Linked DNA regions of Mus musculus: regions 1, 3 and 4 are each linked to region 2. Evidence: chromatin contacts called from public Micro-C and promoter capture Hi-C data. All regions are on one chromosome and are shown on one strand. The core of a region is the stretch at or near the end of the contact, and the rest is flanking DNA. Distances in the headings are between cores, read along the strand shown. Region 1 has its middle 17 kb from the start of Fam117b. Region 2 holds the start of Ica1l (islet cell autoantigen 1-like). Region 3 holds the start of Fam117b (family with sequence similarity 117, member B). Region 4 holds the start of Nbeal1 (neurobeachin like 1).

Region 1 (2,900 bases), core at 186-2,685, 150 kb after region 2:
TCTGCTACTGATCTTCCCTTGGGAGTTTCCATACAGCAGGCAGGTGGCATACCCACAGATAAACTCATATGTCCTCCAAGCTCAGGAACCCCCTACACACACACACACACACACACACACACACACACACTCTCACCCATCATGACTACATGCCTTAGCATGCTGCTCAGGTGTGCCTTATAGATTTCATGGGGTAGCTTCATTGTTTCTTTCTATTCATGACTCTTTTCATATTTAATTTACCGTGTACTCTTTAGTGTCTGCCATTTGTCTTTCTAGACTATGGCACAACAGGGCTTTCTTTAATCATTTCAACTTTTAAAAATGCCTTTAATGGGTGGTGGTGGCCCACCCCTTTAATCCCAGCAGAGACAGAGAGATATCTGAGTTTAAGACCAGCCCAGTCTACAAAGCAAGTTCCAGGGCAGCCAGGGCTATATAGAGAAACCTTGCCTCACACAAAACTAACAAACAAAAGAATGGTAATAATAATAATAAAATAATAATAAATGTCCTTGGTTCCTTACATTTATATATTCAAATAAATCTGCAGGAGCTATTCTTGCAACACATCCTCTTTGATGGACTCCACCCAAGATCTGATCATGCCACTTAGCACCTGCACACATCTGCAAAGTCTCTTTATTTCCTTATTGTGTGTGTGTTTGTATGTTATTTAGTATCTCTCTGTGTTCTCTCTAGACCTTAGTCTTTTCGTACTCAAGGTCAGAGATCCTGACTTCTCTTCCTCTTCTACCTTATCTTCATGCTTAAAACAAGTGCTTCACAGTGCTGATGAGTGACTGATAGTGTGAGCAGCCTATGGAGAATCAGAAAGCCTGTTTTGGGTAAAGTAATCCAAGGCTGTGTCCATTGAGTGGTTTGAATATGCCTGGCCCAGGGAGTGGCACTATTAGGAGGTACCTTGTTGGAGTAGGTTTGGCCTTGTTGGAGGAAGTATGTCACTGTGGGCATGGGCAATGAGACCATCCTCCTAACCAGGAAGAAGCCAGTCTTTTAGCTGCCCTTGGAACAAGAGGTAGAACTCTCAGCTCCTCCAACATCATGCCTGCCTAGATGCTGCCATGCTTCCTGCCATAATCATAATAGAGTGAACCTCTGAACCTTGGAAACTAGCCCCAATTAAATGTTGTCCTTTATAAGAGTTGCTGTGGTCATGGTGTCTGTTTACAGCAGTAAAACCCTAACTAAGACAATCCATGTTCCTTTAAGTTCAGGTCACAGGTAATTCTACAGCCTGCAGCTTTGCACATAAGGGCAATTTTCAAAACCAGGCAGGTTTTGTCTCTGCCTCTGCCAAACAGGGCATCCTTTCAGGGGGAGCCAGAAAGCTGATCTCTTGACTCTCCTCCACTCCTGGGTGTGTAGGCATGAAGAATGGGAAGTGGCAAAGGGCAAGCTGCCAAGAGACGTCTAGAGGACTCTGCAGAGACAGTGCAAATTTAGTAACCCCACTGAGCAGAGATTCGAGAGGTCTTAAGTGACTCGTGGCCTGTGCCTGAGCTGAGTTAGCACCTGGCAGCTTTCCCTTTCCCGGGCATCTCCCCTTCCTGAGCTCAGGATCCTGTGACCCTTCTCCCAATTCTATGAGAAGCAAAGGAAGATCAGACCTGGGTGGATGGTATGAGGGAGGTGGCCTGGGATCTTCAAAAGAACACCTGAAAAGGGGCCCGAAGGAGCTGAGTCACACCACCTTGGGCCATTCTGCAGTTCCTTTTGGGTAGCATGACAAATGGAAAACAATAATTAACCATTGTGCAAATTACTTCTTGGGTATATGGCAGATGGAAAACAACCATTGAAACCATTGAAATGAGAGCCAAATCATTCCACTTATATCAAACAACAGAAAGGGACATCACACAAATACCAAAAGGATGAATTAATTCTGCAGGGCAGGAGGGTGTCACTTTGACTTTAAAAGGGTAAAATTTTATATCCTTTCCAGTTCTCAGGGTGCAATCATAGGATTTCAGAGGCAAAGCCATTTTGGAGTTCACATAGAGCAAGTACTGTATTTTACAAGAAGGCCAGTGAGCTAGCAGCTCACTCAGTGCGAGAGATGCTCACCAGCAAGTCCGAGGCCCTGTGTTTGGGCCCTGGGACCCACACAACAGAAAAGGAGGCCCTGAAATGTCAGTGTGTCTACTGAGCAGAAAAGGGCCTTTAACCTGGGTTAGGGGTCTCACCCAGCTCAACCAGGGTTAGAGGTCACAGGCAAAGTGCCCTAGTTCAATGCCCAGTAAATAAAATAAAACAAATATTAGAGGATGTGTGTGCCCAAGCAAGGTACTCAGAAGGAGGGAACCATCAGAGGGAGAGGAAAAGAACATAGTAGAATAGAAATTGGAAACTGCCTTCTTAAGGCCTTGGGGCATTTAAAGCAGATGAGACATTATCGGGTCATGGATTCTTCCATCTGTTTGAAAAACTATTTAACAAATGTGAGCCTTGGTTTCTCCATTGCCAAAAGGAAGCTACTGTAGACTCAATAACTGCTCATGTCTTTTTCATCCCTAATCAATGAGGACAATATTAGAGTCACATTCAAGCCTTACAACCTGAAGAGAATTGAACCCCAAATTAGTAACAGGTGTATATTAACTGATCCACAAGGAGGTAGCTGGTTATGAAGTCATTCAAACCAATATCAATTAGCTGCCTGCACTCCGCCAAACCCAGGGTTCTAAAGACAAAAAGAAAGATGTGGCTCAAGTGCTGTAGGCGCTGTCAGCTGAGAGACCTCTGAGAGGTTTTCTGTAACCAAGATAATGCCTTATCTCAGTGTTTTGCAGGTCTGACCAAAGAGCAAGTGAAAGCCATCTGTTCAAAAGGGTTTTGCTAAGACAAGCTTAGGTGGCAACACCCTGGTTTCAATA
Region 2 (2,768 bases), core at 207-2,706:
TGGAGCTGAAGGGGACTAGCAGTGATCCATCTAACACATTCTCAGCCAGGTCAGTGGGTTGCTTTCTAGCCCTGTCAGGAAGGGCAGTAGGTTCTGAAGTGGTTATGGGGCACCCAGAAGTTTCTGTCAGGTTTCTGGCTATTGGGAGGTAGAGATACTCCTGCAGGAGCTGCTGCGGCTACCTGTCAGGAGCTTTCCAGCTTCGATTACAGAGGCCTTTAATTCAAGGTCAGCAGTCCAGACTGCAGTTCACTCTTGCCATGGTTGTACTGTGGTCCTCCACACAAAGTTTTTGCCCATCTTTAGTCTTTTTCATTTTGCTCACCTGTTGCTTCGCTGACAGCTGGACTCATTCAATAGCTGTGACTACCACTCGCTCCTTGCCTGGGCTCCTCTCTGGAGCCTTAGAAAGAGCTGCGGCCCCACTGACCCATCTCAGTGTGACACAAGGAAGATCCGGAGAACTATAGTTGACCAATCATATCTGCTTCCTGCTAATTCATATTCCTCCAAGGATTTGGACTTTGAGGAGCAAGAGGAGCTATTTGACACTTTCCTAGAGGGGAAAATGTCCCAATATTGCATACAATTTCAAGTATTTGCCCATTATTTGAAATCCAAAATAGCTGTTGTAAGAATTTAAATTTATCTTAAAAGTTATAGTTCAAATCAGCCCTTTATAGAAGAAGTAGCTCTTTTTCTAGTCTAAAACTTAAAAACTTTACATACTACTTTGTAATTAATATTCTGTTTGGACCCCTTACTTCGTGTAGTTCTCCATGACCCCTCAGATGGTTATCCTAAGAGTTAAAGGGGGGGGTCGTTATCAGCCTATATATGTCATATATACAATTAATTCGTATGTTGTAAACCTTTAGGAAAGTTGAACTTGGACGTTAAAACTTGAAAAGGAAAGCACTTTGAGTTTATTATTCCTTACCAGTAATAATTTTCCATTAGCCTTATTTCCATTCCCACCCCCCCCCCCTTGGGGTTTTTTGGCTCGGACACCACTTTTGCTCTTGAAGTCAGTTATTAACAGTTGTCCCTCTTTAAACCTTTAAAGATGAGGGTGTGACGCCTCGCGTGAACACTTGCCTCGCGCCGAGCCCGAGTACTAAGTGGCAACTGAGGCGCAGAGGCAGCGAGGGGAAGGCAGGAGCCGGGAGACAAGGCCAAGCCGGTCTTCCACGCACCCACCTCGGCTGCCTCGGCTCAGTGAGGGTCCGGGACTCAGGGCCTGGCGCCCGTCACTTCTCACGAGCAAGCGACACCCAGGGCGCGCGGCCTCCGCGGGCGGAGAGAGGCGCCGGGGCGCGCAGAGCGGAGCCGAGCGGAGCCGCCGCGCGCAGGGCCGCGGGTTTAAATCTCCCGCCGCCGAGCCCCCCACCTCGGCGCACCGGCGCGGCGGGCGCGGGCTCGCGGGCTCGCGGGCGGCGGCTGGGCCGGTGCGCGGAAGAGCTCAGCGCGGCCCGAGCGGCGAGGAGCGGCGCGGCTCCGGCGGCGCGGTGAGGGTCCGGGGTCTGGCCCTCCGCTCCCTCAGGGCGGCGGGCGGCGGTGGCCAAACCTGGTTCCCATGACGACGGCGGGCGGGGGCGCGGGCCGCGCGCTCTCCGTGGGCCGGCCTCAGGCGGCGGCCTCGGCGGACCCGACCCGTCCGCGGCGGGGGCGTCTCCTGCGCTCCCTCCAGGGGAAGGAAGCCGCGGCCTGAGGCCGGCCTGGGCGCTCCCGATACGGGGCAGATGCTCACAGCCCTGCGTGCTTTCCTGCTGGCTGCCTATGTACGTCGCGCTTAATTTATTACTATTATTGTCCTGTTGTGGGATGTCTTCAGAACAGACCAATTGCGAGATGGACGTGGTGAGAACAGAACCTAAGCAAAGCTGCGGGTCGTGGTGATGTCGGAATGCATCACCTCGCGGGGGGTGTCGGTGCACAAAGCCTCCTCTCCCAGGTGGGGACCCCAGCATCACCGCACGGATTCGGCTGGGGAAAAGCAGGCCAGGTGTCTCTGACCACTGACCTCACCTGGGTGATGATGCAGGCAGCCGATACCTGATGCTCTAAGAAAAATGGAGACGGGAAAAACAATCCTGCTTGGCGTCCTACCCGTGAGCTGTGGGCTTGCCAGTAGTGTGTGTGAATCGGGGATGCCATATAATGTATGATCTTCATGCACAAAACACACAACCTGCTAGCAACTCTGGGTCGCTGAAATAGTTTGTGGGGAGATGATGTTTCCCTGCGGTTTGGGCTCTAAGTATTTAAGTATTGGATTATTTGATTCTGGCTTAAGCGAAGTTTTGTAAAGTAATATTGTAAATACATCAATATTTAGCAGCTACAGGTACCTCATTCTTTAATGGAAATTAATTATATCTTTCAGTTATACATTTACTGGCCAAGAAAACATCTCCTAATGGTGGATATATATATATTTTATATGACCAAAGTTAAAAAATCATCTTATATTATCAGTTCATAACATTACCAGTTTTCTTTGAACTTTCTGTACTTATTTTAATAATGTGAAATGGGTTGTACATGTAGGTATTAAAAATAGCAAAGCACTGTCTAATTACCAGCAATCCTAACTGCTAGAGAAATCATTATAAGCTTTAAAAAAAGATTTATCTATTTATTTCATGTATGTAGGTATACTGTCACTGTCGTCAGACACATCAGAAGTTGGCATCGGATGCCCATTACAGATGGTTGTAGCCACCATGTGGTTGCTGGGAATTGAACTCAGGACCGCTGGAAGAGCA
Region 3 (3,041 bases), core at 24-2,523, 130 kb after region 2:
AAACCAGTATCTCAGAAACACACTCAGACCCTCAGGCTAGCTATCTACCATTTACGTATATGTGTAAACACATACATAGACCTATGCACACACCCCAAAGCAATCTTGCTTAACTTCTCCCTTCTTGCTACTCATTAAGTCTTACGAAATGCAAAAACTGCTCCCAGCTTCACAACTCTTCAATGATCCAAATCCGCCTTTGCTGATGCATTCAGTCCTCCAGATCCGAAACTGTTTTGTGGAACAGAAACACTAAGCAGCACACAAGTGCTATTTGCAAGCATTAACCGCGTCACCAAAAGTGACAGGACCAGCCCCAGCAGTAGCGACGCAAGGCCAAACCCCAGGGTTTATGATTTCCACAAATTGAGCCCAGGCCCAAGGTTAGCGGCCGCACCTCCACGGCGGAGACCCGCACGGGCAAGACGCAGGGGTGGCGGACCGCACGCCCCGCCCCGCCCCGCCCCGCCCCACCGGAGCGCTGCAGTCCCCACTCGGCGGCACAGGACCCCTGTCCTCCACGTACCTGCTTTGCACACCGGGGCGCTGGGGCTCCTCTTCTCCGCCGAGGGTCGGCCCTGCTCTGGGGACCTCCTCCGGTGGCGGACGCGGGCGGAGGGTGGGGCCGCAATCACCTCGCTCGGCCACAGGTGGGTGGGCGACGAACTGGGCGACGACACGGTGCCCAGCAGGGGCGGTGGCGGCTGCGGGCGCGGAGGACTGCTTCGGGCCCCAGGCGCCGTGCCGCGCGTGGGGCTGGTACCGCGCGTGGACGTCACGGACGCTCCCGTCTGCGTGGCCACCGTGGGGCTGGTACGCGCCGCCGCGCTGCCGCCGCCGCCGCGCGTGGGGCTGGTGCTGCGTGAGGCGGTGCGCGGGCCGCCACTGCCGCCGCCGCCCGAGGGGCCTGAGGCGCCTCCGTTGCCTCCGTTGTTGCCGCCGCCGCCGCCGCCCCGCGTGGGGCTGCCATGTTGCTGCTGCTGCTTCAGCTGGAACGGCACCGTCGCCCTCATGGGCTGCAGGCGGCTCCCAGGGCCCCCGGGCGGGCCGACCGCGCCACCCGCGAGGGCGCCGGCGGGCGTGGGAGACCCATTGCGCCTCACCCGCTGGGACATGGTCCCCCCGCCCCAGAGACGGCGGCCGGGGGTGCTGGGCGGCGGGGACCGGCTGCTCGGGGCCCGAGGGAAGGCCTGAGCCAGCGGGTGACGTAGCCTGACTTCAGGACCAGGGGGCGCGCGGGCAGCGACGGGCACCGACGAGGTGATGCAGCCGCCGCCGCGGCTCCTCATCAACAATAGTGTCTCCTCCGTTGTCCCCGCCCCCTGCCGCCGCTCATTGGTGTAGCGTCAGCGCGCTCGAGCCACTCGGCCTCGCTGATTGGCTGCGCGCATCTCGGCTCCCGAGGCTGCTTCTGCTCTTTAAAGAGAAAGAGGCCCGCCCCCGAGGGGTCGGGCGGCGGAGGAAACCGGCCGTGGCAGGAGGAGGGGTGCGGAGGGAACGCTTGTGGCTTGTGTAGAGGGATGCGGGGGTGGGGGGTGAGGGGGGGTTGCGTGCGTGTGCGGACGTGTGTGCGTGCGTGTGTGTGTGTGTACACGTGCGTGTACGTGTAGGCGCGCGCCCGGCCACGCGCGTCCCTGTTTCCCGCTGGAGGGAGCCCCTGGGACTCCGGGAATTTGGCCAAAGGGACGGACTGTACGGGACCACGGTGTCCCCGGGGATGGTCTGAACCGACTCTTTCCCTCTGAAACTCATTTCCTTACAGCAGTGGTGTCTGTAAGTTAACACGTACGCACATCTCTTTGGAGACTCCCCTCACCCCCGCCCCCCAATCTTTTTGTTCTGCCCTAATTCCATCTACCTATGAGCAGGGCTCTAAAATAAAAGAACTTTAATTCTAGGGTATTTTATATCTTTCTTCTCTTTTCTTTTTGGCGCTACAAAGATTCAAATATCAGAACGATTATATTTGCAGGTTAGAATGCAACTTTAGATGGTATCTGTGAAGTTCAGTTATCGAGTAGTGTTGCTACTAGCCCCCACCCTTATAGATCTCAAGTAATAAAGAATTTATTTAATCAGTTACTTTACAGTTCCCTTATACCTTAGAAAGATGCAAGTTTATAAAGTGCTGTGGCCTCCACTTGCTCCTCTCTATTTGAGACAGAACTGGGTGCACCACCCATATTTATTTATTTATTTATTTATTTATTTATTTATTTATTACATTTATGTATCTGGTTTGTGAATAAGCATGTGCATGCATGTAGAGGTCAAAGGACAGCCTGTTCTTTTCTAACATGTCTGTGCAGGGAATCAGACTCATGCATCAGACTGAGCCGTTTCATTGGCCCACCATTCATAGTTTAGTCTGGTGGAGAAAATAAGTCTCCATGGCTTTCATAAGAACTCTCTGAAAGGCAAGAAATTCTAAAGTAATCATAATACGCGGGTTCCTCTTCAATTAAAAAGTCGACATGCAGACTGCACGTGGCATCCTTAATCCCTTTATGGCTTTAATAGCTATACATTCTAAAAAGATCCCTTAACCAAGGCGTGGTGGTTCTGGTAACAGGTTCTAGGCCTCAAGCCCTATTGGGTTCCTGTAGAAAGCTGTTAGATAGGTTCCTAGGGTCCTGGAGACAGTCAGATCCCCCACATAGCCTGTGATCTCAGGTATGTCCATAAACAAGTTTCTTATTTGTAAGGTGCAGCTAAGCAATACCATCTGCTACAGACAGTTCTAAATATTAACCAAGGATTTGATGAGAAGAGGCTGTGCAGGAAGTTCTCAGAACTCCTTTTCTAGCAGTCTCTCTCCATTCATTCATTCATTCATTCATTCATCATTGTACATATATGTGTGCATCCCAACAGACAAAACCTCAGAAAAGACCTCAGAAAAGTAAAGACATTCTGTTACTAAGTCTTTCTGTCTTACTCAAGTGTAAATGGCCAATGGCTTCCTTTTGAAATATATTCTGGTATCCTAGGCTCTCTGATAATTTGTTTTGTTTGTTACTGACCTAAAGGCCTCCTTTTTT
Region 4 (2,784 bases), core at 75-2,574, 140 kb before region 2:
GGCATTGTTCTAGGACTCTGTTCTGGGACTAAAGGTATGCACCACCACACCTGCCAGTTCAGGATTATCAATATGCACAAACACACTACACAATAAGGTCATAATGCTGGATACAAAATTTTATAATCAAGTAATTTTAAGTACAGAAATAAAAGGAAAGCAAATTACCTTTGTACAATAAAGCATCCAAAGTTCAAAGAGCCTCTCTCTGGCTGCCATTCTGGCTTTCCACTCTGGTACTTTAATATTTCCTCAAAAAGACGGTTCAAGACCATATCATATTACTTTATTTTCCAAGTTTATCAGCCGTTACAGTAAAGCTCAAAGCAGTGGAATAAACAAAAAAAAAACAAAAAAAAAAATTCGTAGAACAAATAAGACTGTCTCAGGTCAATAAGGGTCAATTTCAGCAACTACTCCAACACTTCTTCATCAGGGGTAGCTGGTCTCGTAAATAGGTCTGTGAAATACAAAAATATCCTAAGTTTTTTTAAGCCACATTTGAAAAAAAAAAATCCAGATATCCGTCTGCCTTGATCACCCCATTCAAAGGGATAAATTTTTAATGTGATTAGATATTCCAGAAACTCCTGTTTGGCACACCACGACTAATGATCAACATAAAATACTAAAACCTTCCAGGCAGATTCACAACCAAAACTGCGGTAGATGGGAAGGAAGACGGCTCCCTACTCACGCCTTCCTTTAACCAGGAGCACAGATCAAACACAACAAATATCCGAGATTTCTCGCCAGCTTCTTAAAAGTTGCTGGGAATGTTTGCTGCGTTGCAGGGCAGGGCGTGGGGGGAGGGCCCGAGGAATTCCTGGTTTGTTTGTTTTAACCATCCACACAGCGAAAGTCATCCTGCCTACCTGGCTTCCACCTCTCCACCCAAGAAGAAAGGGGCTCACACACCGTGGCAAGGACCACCTCCCGTGGGACGACCCCAGACCCCGCCTCGCAGCAGTCCGGGGACCTTTCCATTTCCTCCCTGCGTCCCCGTTACGAACAAGAGAGACAAACGTCAGGCGTGCCAATCAACTTCAGAAGCGCGGCCCGGAGCGCTCTGGGACCCAGACCCGGGACCCACGCCAACCGGCCGCAGCCAGACCCGCCCGGGCCGGCCGCGCCCCCTCGCCCGCCGCCGCCGCCCCTCAGGCTGCAGCCCTGCGCCGCATTCCCCCGGGCCTTCCCGCCCCGCGGCAGCCTCCGCCCGACCTCGGCGTCCCCTCACCACGCTCACAGGCCCGCCGGCGCCACCCCGCCGCGGGCTAACTTGCTGCCCTCCGCCCTGCCCGCGGCGAAGCCCCGTGTCACCCCGAAGCCGGGCGGGAGGCGGAGGCGGAGGCGGGGTAGCGCCGACGCGGGGTGGGAGGAGCCAGGGGCGGAGCAGCCCCTGGGCTAATCATTCCGGCCTCTGGGGATTTACCCGGCCCTCCGGCAGCCGCTCCTCGAGGGCCGCTCAGCCCCGAAGCCCCTCCCCCGGCATGCCTGCGCAGCCGCAGTGCCCTCGCTCAGGCTCTGAAAGCGGTCGGAGCCAGCCTGGGCATTCCGGTCAGTAGTCACCCAGCTGGACGTGAGGGCCGACGTGCTGACGTCGCTCCCCGCCCCTGCTAGGTGGGGCGGACGGAACTTTCCTCGCCTGGCGGCGCCTCTGCGAATCAGCTGAGGACCGGCGACCCTAGGGCGTCTCGAAGGGATCTCGATTTGATTTCTTTGTAGAAATGGGATTGGTCCTGGGACAGAGCTCAAAAGCGAAAAAAGAAGAAAAGAAATCTTTACCTGTTCTGGCGTCGTTGCCTTTGTACTGTCACTGCCATTCTGTGTCTGTTCCAAGGAGACTGCTGTACGGAATGAGTTCCGTCTTTCAGAAAAAGAAGCAAAAGGCAGTCTTATTAGCTGCACACACTTTCTTAAGGTTGTTGTTGTTGCTATTGTTTTAAGAGAGGAGAAAAGCGTAAGATTAACCTTTTAAATCTAAACATTTAAGAAACTATTGTGAAATTTTACAAACATATAAAAAAATCAGTTTTAGAGCAGCTTAGCATCTGAGATGCCCTGTGTTTGATTCCTAACAAGCACACACAAGGAAACAAAGTAATAAAATGAACTTCTATATGTAATCACTAAGCTTCAGAAATAATCGAAGCCACCCTGAAGAAACAGGTCTGTGATCTAGCACTTAGGAGATGGAGGGAGAGAGATCAGGAGTTCAGCGCTGACATGGGCTACCTAGCAAGTCTGGGACCAACCTGTGCCGCATGAGACCTTGCCACAAAAGAAAAGAAGAAGAAAGGAAAGGGAGGGAGATGACTTGCTGTGCAAGCCAGACCTCCTGAAATGCAAGATGGAGACTGGAGGGCCAGCGAGCCCTGGCCACAAACAAGAGACCCTAGCTCACTAAATGGAAAGCAAGAACCTACTCATGAAAATTATCCTCTGGCATATACACATGCACAATAGATAAATAAATGTAAAGCTACTAATGCCATCATGGGGGTTCACTATGTGACCTTTATTTTTAAAATATACTAATGCCCCCACATGCCCTGTGTGCGTCCTTGTGCCACATATGTTTGTATACCCTCTGAGGCCAGAAGATATCTTATCCCTGGGAGCTGGAGGTCTGGGTGGGGGTGGGGGCTCCTGACATGGGTGCTGGGAACATTGTCTTGTGTGCTGCAAATGCTCTTAACCACTGAGCCATCTTCCAGCCCTTATCTATTCTCGCTTATTAGATTAATCTACAAGTTTTTCTTGTCAAGAATCACAGGATAAATA

What was found. Promoter capture Hi-C pulls out the DNA fragments that hold promoters and counts their contacts. A called contact is a pair of places that touch in the nucleus more often than the background predicts. Capture Hi-C pulls out chosen DNA fragments and counts their contacts.
Region 1: a contact with region 2 is called in a promoter capture Hi-C map of the SN4741 cell line, with 4 times the contacts expected there. The contact joins the enhancer-like site here to the promoter of Ica1l in region 2. A contact is called at or near these places in 17 of 39 promoter capture datasets (the 3T3-L1 cell line, 3T3-L1-derived adipocytes, the C10 cell line and 13 more), 1 of 15 datasets of contacts at CTCF or cohesin (the G1E-ER4 cell line), 2 of 484 Hi-C or Micro-C datasets (bone marrow-derived macrophages and cerebral cortex), 1 of 115 datasets of contacts at active chromatin or transcription factors (stem cell-derived neural progenitor cells) and 4 of 9 other capture datasets (adipose tissue, liver, macrophages and 1 more).
Region 3: a promoter capture Hi-C map of pancreatic islet shows a contact between it and region 2. The contact joins the promoter of Fam117b here to the promoter of Ica1l in region 2. A contact is called at or near these places in 3 of 39 promoter capture datasets (embryonic stem cells, macrophages and pre-B cells), 3 of 484 Hi-C or Micro-C datasets (all in embryonic stem cells), 4 of 115 datasets of contacts at active chromatin or transcription factors (effector CD8 T cells, embryonic stem cells, memory CD8 T cells and 1 more) and 2 of 9 other capture datasets (adipose tissue and pancreatic islet).
Region 4: a contact with region 2 is called in a Micro-C map of embryonic stem cells, with 5 times the contacts expected there. The contact joins the promoter of Nbeal1 here to the promoter of Ica1l in region 2. A contact is called at or near these places in 5 of 39 promoter capture datasets (cranial neural crest, embryonic stem cells, pre-B cells and 2 more), 4 of 484 Hi-C or Micro-C datasets (embryonic stem cells and nephron progenitors), 2 of 115 datasets of contacts at active chromatin or transcription factors (effector CD8 T cells and memory CD8 T cells) and 1 of 9 other capture datasets (adipose tissue).

The regions. Positions count from the first base shown.
Region 1 is chr1:59,894,181-59,897,080 of GRCm38.p6, reverse strand. No RefSeq gene overlaps it. Among named protein-coding and RNA genes, the nearest start is that of Fam117b, 17 kb to the left of the region's middle. Within about 2 kb of position 1,435, at least 77 of the 459 cell types and tissues checked have an H3K27ac peak or open chromatin away from gene starts, as enhancers often do. A contact at or near this core is called in the G1E-ER4 cell line and bone marrow-derived macrophages, where this site is marked.
Region 2 is chr1:60,041,810-60,044,577 of GRCm38.p6, reverse strand. It overlaps Ica1l (islet cell autoantigen 1-like), which reads left to right and starts at 1,456. Exons shown (of 11, transcript NM_027407.4): 1 at 1,456-1,781.
Region 3 is chr1:59,911,238-59,914,278 of GRCm38.p6, reverse strand. Fam117b (family with sequence similarity 117, member B) reads right to left here and starts at 1,273. Exons shown (of 8, transcript NM_001037725.3): 1 at 527-1,273. The coding sequence starts at 1,115.
Region 4 is chr1:60,179,139-60,181,922 of GRCm38.p6, reverse strand. It overlaps Nbeal1 (neurobeachin like 1), which reads right to left and starts at 1,324. Exons shown (of 55, transcript NM_173444.2): 1 at 1,238-1,324; 2 at 169-460. The coding sequence starts at 219.